Linked DNA regions of Zea mays: region 1 is linked to region 2. Evidence: chromatin contacts called from public Hi-C data. All regions are on one chromosome and are shown on one strand. The core of a region is the stretch at or near the end of the contact, and the rest is flanking DNA. Distances in the headings are between cores, read along the strand shown.

Evidence for each region. Hi-C and Micro-C count contacts between places; a contact is called where the count stands out from the background.
Region 1: a Hi-C map of tassel shows a contact between it and region 2, with 2.2 times the contacts expected there. The contact joins the enhancer-like site here to the promoter of LOC100281858 in region 2. A contact is called at or near these places in 4 of 25 Hi-C or Micro-C datasets (ear, leaf and tassel).

The regions. Positions count from the first base shown.
Region 1 is chr3:107,448,858-107,451,819 of Zm-B73-REFERENCE-NAM-5.0, forward strand. No RefSeq gene overlaps it. Among protein-coding and RNA genes, the nearest start is that of LOC109945262, 25 kb to the left of the region's middle. Within about 2 kb of position 1,579, at least 15 of the 20 cell types and tissues checked have an H3K27ac peak or open chromatin away from gene starts, as enhancers often do. A contact at or near this core is called in ear, leaf and tassel, where this site is marked.
Region 2 is chr3:107,226,032-107,228,840 of Zm-B73-REFERENCE-NAM-5.0, forward strand. LOC100281858 reads left to right here and starts at 1,298. Exons shown (of 1, transcript NM_001154778.2): 1 at 1,298-2,678. The coding sequence starts at 1,535. The coding sequence ends at 2,476.

The DNA.
Region 1 (2,962 bases), core at 329-2,828, 220 kb after region 2:
ATAGAACCATCTGGGTACTTATTTGATAAGAAGTTAAGTATCTTTCAGCTTGGTTAGCAGTTACACGATAGAAATCCACAATATCATCAACAAGATTAGCTTTCTCCAGCCTCTGTCTAATGCCATGAACTATGAATATATCATGACTGATGAAAAAAATGAACTTGTAATCTATTATTCTTATCAGAACGCACCTCGTCAGCCACGAAGGCTGAGGCAGGGTCCATCTTCACCACCCTCGTACCCATTTTTAGCATTTTCCTTATCATTGTCTTTATCCTTATCCCACTTGACAAAATGGCGTAGTCTCTCAGTTTGGATTTATAAACTTTATTTTTATGCGACACGGTCTAACAGATAACTTGGGACCAATTTCCCATGCATGGATCTCCCCGACTCCGGCTGCTAAGATTTTCATGTGGATCTTTCAAGCTGCCCCTAATAGCCTTGAGGGCATCAACTTCAGAGCAAATGAACCAAGTTTATGTTAAATCATTTTACTGACATATTGCTGCTGCAAGGCAAGTTAACATTATATAATTCCATTCTCTTTTTTATGTTGCTTAAATTCATTTTGCTGACATATTGTTGCTCCCAATGTTTCTTTCCTGATGACTGATTAAGGGCATCATCATCCCACGTTTAATTATGAATGCTAGGGTTGAGGAGATAATGAGAATATAGATCATGGACTCCAGATAAAATTTATCTAGTTCATTAGTTGAATTGTTTGACGAGATGCGGGTAGATCTGAGCGTCAATTACTGAGAGTTGTTTCACTCGCGTGGGCTCTCTACGGCGACGCGGACGGTCCGCGGCTTAGGGTCAAACGGTCCATGACCTAGACAGCAGGAGCGGGTTTCCTGTGCCGTGCCAGATGGTCCGTGCGTGCGCAAGGCGGAGGCCTTCGCCAATGACACCTGGATCTCGCCTCTAGGAGGGACTCGTCAGGGGGAGAGATCCTAGAGTTTGTCTTGAGATCGACAGGCCACTCAAGGCGTCTTTAGATGACGTAGAGTCGTAGAGAGGTGAAGATATAGATAAATAAGGTTACATTACTTGCTACTTCTAGGATAAGAAAGTAAAGAAATTGATAAACGAGTTGATTGGTTCGATTGGTTTTGTCCGCAGTCGAGAACCGTAGACACTTTTTACTTGAAAAAATCATTATTCTCTTCTCCAAATTCTTTATCTCTACCCCTATCTCTAGTCAGTTCTACACCCACCTCACTACTATACATATGTTCCCATTTACGGTTAAACCATAATTTAAAGGTTGTTTGCATGTTCGTACATAAGACTTGTTGCACAACAGGGGTTGGCTATTTATGGTCATTTATCATTCGTGACGTCTAATAGCATTTCTTAGTGCTATTGGTTTATATTAAATTGCATAATGCCCTCTTTCTGGTTATATTTGTTTGTTATATTGTGCTACTTGCACCCAGTGCATGGAACTTTCTAACGTCGCTGTACGTCATTGGCCTTGGGCGACATCATCAGACAACGTAGCTAGGACGGCCCAGTGGACCCTGCCGTGGAAGAAGCGGCTGCCCTGGGCCCTGGACGTAGCATTTTCAATTGCATGCGAGGTTGCGTCGTCGTCGTTGGGGGCCTTTAACGAGTCCGGCCTAGTCTGCTATCCACACCAGATAAATGTTCGGCTTTGCGTTCTTAACCCTTTTTATTTTTTAACTCACCTGTTTGTCATGAAACCTATTTATAGTTATTTATATAGGGGAACAACCGCATATCTTCTTAGATATATAAGGGTGCAAACGAGTCTCCTAGTTTTTTAATCATGATCTAACTGTACTTCACATTTAACACTTCAATTCTTCATCAGCTCATACAACTTTTATAAAAAAAACTTAAACTATCAGGAAAGTAAAAGAGTATTGCACTCGTCTTCTTGCTTGGTCATAGTCAATCCTTGGAAGACTATAATACTATATGCCATTAAATTTACCGTGAACTTAGTTCAATCAACGAGGTAATTAAGACATTTTTTTTCTTGCCGATTGTAACTTTGGACTTTTTTTTAATCTTGTGTAGCTGAAACAACTCATGTTATGGCTGGTTTGTTTTTTTCACAGATTCAGAACTATAATATATATATGATATGATTGTCTCCCTCTGCTGCAAGGCAAGTTCATCATCCAAAGTTAAGGCAAGCAAGTAGCCTGTTGAAGTGAAGATGAGAAAGATGAGGGAAGCTCCCAAGCAAGGAGCTGCTAGCTGCTGTGTGGACACCTGGCACAAACATCGCCTCTCGATCAGTTTATCCTCACTGTCCTGCAGAAACATGGATCTGGGACTTCAGATCTCCCCGGTCGCCTAGATTCTCGGCCAGCAGCTGAAGAAGAAAAAGGCTTCCGCTTGCCGCTTTACTGTATCCCCCTAATCCTGAGGCATCCACTCCCAGACCTCGCTAGATCCATTCCCATCCCTCATCGCCGGCACTCTCCCGTCTCCAGTGCATGCTGTGATGCCTGCACTGCACAGCACAACAGCGAATGAGCTGCATGCATTCTGCATCATTCAGAGAATTTCAGATACAGACACGAGGTCACAGGCTTTGCAGCCACTACCGGAATCGCGTTCTTTGCCGAGTGTCTAAAACACTCGGCAGAAGCTATTTTACACTCGGCAAAGGCTTTGCCGAGTGTAACACTCGGCAAAGAACACTCGGCAAAGATTTCATCGGCAAATGGTTCTTTGCCGAGTGCTTTTTTTCGGACACTCGGCAAAGACTTTGCCGAGTGTCAAAAAGCACTCGGCAAAGAAAAACACTCGGCAAATTAAGAATCGAAAAATTTTAAAAAAAACAGCAAAACATTTTTTAAATTCTAGGAACAACTCTCCAACCCTACCCTATTACCTTACCTGTTGCCCTATCATTTTTCACTATTATTTTGAATCAAACTTATATGTTTTGTAAATGGTGAGATTCGAACTCGCA
Region 2 (2,809 bases), core at 48-2,547:
AAATCTAATCCAACGATGGCTGACTGACGCACCACATCGATCTGCAATGAAAGTCAGGTAAGGAATGAAGGGTGGCCAGCAGGTGTAGATACATGTCCATGTCGTCTGTTTGCCTTTGCCTCCTCCAATCATCCATTTTTTCTGTGCTTTATTTTCTGCTAGCTCTTCTGGAGGATGGATCATGGATCAAACACAAGTCAACATTCAGACCAGACAGAATGTGGGTGCGTTTTCAATTAATTTGGGTTGGCAACAAATTGTATGCGGACTTGTGTCCGTCTAGAACGTTTGGCTTTCTTCAGTCGCTGTGGATGGAAAAGGGAGACGCGCGCCAGGTCAGTTGCGTCGGTGGAGATAAAACTAGACGCATGTATTAATAAATCGGCAAGCATTGGGAGTTTTAGTTTTTTTTACAGGGTTGTGAAACCGATCGTGGGCGGCGAGATTATTACATTAGTTAGATTTTTTTAGAGACAGAAAAAAAAAACCAATGCAGGTAACAGTAACAGGTGATGCCGCCGTCGGCCACATCTTTGTGCTGGTTTTGGTAGACAACTGCACATGTAAATGGAGGGATCTCTATAAGAGATCATTTTGCTATTCAAATAAAAAGAGCATCCCTTCTCCATGGATCATCTCTATTTCCCTATCTCCAAACCAGTTCTAAACAACGAGTCTCATTCTCATCTAAGTGTAGTAATGGATTATGATTCAAATGGATTTTTATAATTTGTTAGGATCCTAAGTTAATTTTAGGTAAAGAAAAAATAGAAATTAAGTTTGATCTTCATCTGATCCTTAAATTCGATAGCGTAAATTTTAGAGCTCATCGTGAACCCTAACTAAGTCTCACATCACCACCTACGGAGGATTGGATCGGAATAATAAACTACTGGTCTCCTTAAACAACGAGTACTGCAGTATTGGCAGCTGCATCCTGCAGCCGTCGCCTTGGAGCTGGAGCTTATAAATACTCCTGTCTCTGCAAGAAGATCCCATGGTGATCCCATTCCCATCCGTGTGTGTGTGTTTTTTTTTTCAATTTATCAAATTAGTTACGCGGACGCAAAAAACAAAAGAACAACAATAAACAACATGCGAACCGTGTTTTCTTGCCTAAGATTAGGTGGCATGTGTACGTATATTTATCTTAGACGCATTTTAGTATTCCTCAACTGAAAGCAGAAACAAAAAGTCAAGAAGGGGAAAAAAATCTCAGGAAATCACATTCACATGTTAAATATAGAAATCACATTCACATGCTGAATAAAAAAAAAGGCAGAGAGGAGAGGAGGAGGAGGCTTTGTCATGTTGACCGACCGGAGGAGAGGAGGGAGGGAGGTCATGGGGGAGGAGGACGGTCCCGCCGGCCAAAGCTGAAAGGTTCTCTGCTTCATTCCTTGATGAAGCTGAACCAAGGCAGGCCAAAGAAAGAAAGGGAACCTCCTTCAATGGCGGTCTGCTATATATATCCTGGTCTCTCCTCCCCAAATCCGTTTCCATCCTCGTCCGCACCCTCCTCCTCCACGCCACGATGAGCATGCTCCTCCAGCCGCAGCCGTACCAACAACAACAACCACCGTCGCCCTCCTCTCATTCCCATCCCGCCAGTATGGCCGCGGCCGCCGCCTACTGGCTCGCGGAGCACCCGGCCATCGTGGGGTTCCGGTGGAGCCCGACGCACCTGTGGTTCTCCACCTGGGCGTTCCTCCTGGGGTCGCTGGCCGCCTACGTGGCGCTCTGCCTGGCCCTGGACGTGGCGCTGGCCCTGGCCGCGCAGCGCCTGCGCCGGCGCCTTGCGGTTCCGCTGGGCCCCGTGCCCGCGGCGCACGCGCTGCTGATGGCCGGCGCGTCGTCCGCCATCTTCGCGGGGACGCTGCTGTCGGCGGTGGCGGAGATACGGGACACGCGGTGGTCGTGGCGGGGCCGCAGCCGCAGCACCCCGCTGCGGTGGCTCCTGTGCTTCCCGCCCGGGACGCGCTCCTCGGGCCGCGTCTTCTTCTGGTCCTACGCCTACTACCTGTCCCGCTACCTCCACGCGGCGCGGGGCGTGCTGGCGGTGCTGCGCAGGCGGCGGAGCGCCGCGCCGCGGGTGTTCGCGCACGCCGCCTCCGTGGCCATGGCGTTCCTGTGGCTCGAGTTCTCGCAGTCGTTCCAGGTGCTGGCCATCCTCGCGTCCACGCTCACGCACGCCGTCGCGCTCGGCTACAGGTTCTGGGTCGGCGCGGGGCTCCCCGCCAGGGGCGCCGCCCACGTCGCGCTCGCCTGCCAGCTGGGCCTCCTCGGCTGCAACCTCGCCTGCCACGTCGGCGTCGTGTGGATGCACTTCGGCGCCGTCGGCGGCGGGTGCAGCGGCATCGGCGCATGGGTCTTCAACACGCTGCTCAACGCCGCCCTGCTCTGGGTCTTCTTTCATTGCTACGGCAAGCGCGGCGTCGACGAAGGCAGCGGCGCCGCCAGCACAAAGGACCTATGAATTGGATTGGATGATCAGCTATTCGGCTGCTGCTGCTGTAATATTTTTGTAAATAGGCCTGGACCGCCCGGCGGACGGAAACAAGAACAAGGCGAAGGATCGATTCAATCCCTGCTGCTTCTTTAGTTACTGCTAGTCCGTCCCGTTCTTTCTTGTGTTCATTCCACCATGATGATTCTAATAAATTAACACTGAAGAAGAAGAAGAAGAAGAAATTGGTGGGTAGGTTGCGTCGCGTACCGTCTGACGTTATGAGCTGAAGCTGAAATGGCACTTACTCAGAGCCAGGTTCTAAAACGCCAAAAATGGCGCTGTCACATTGCCTGCCTGCCT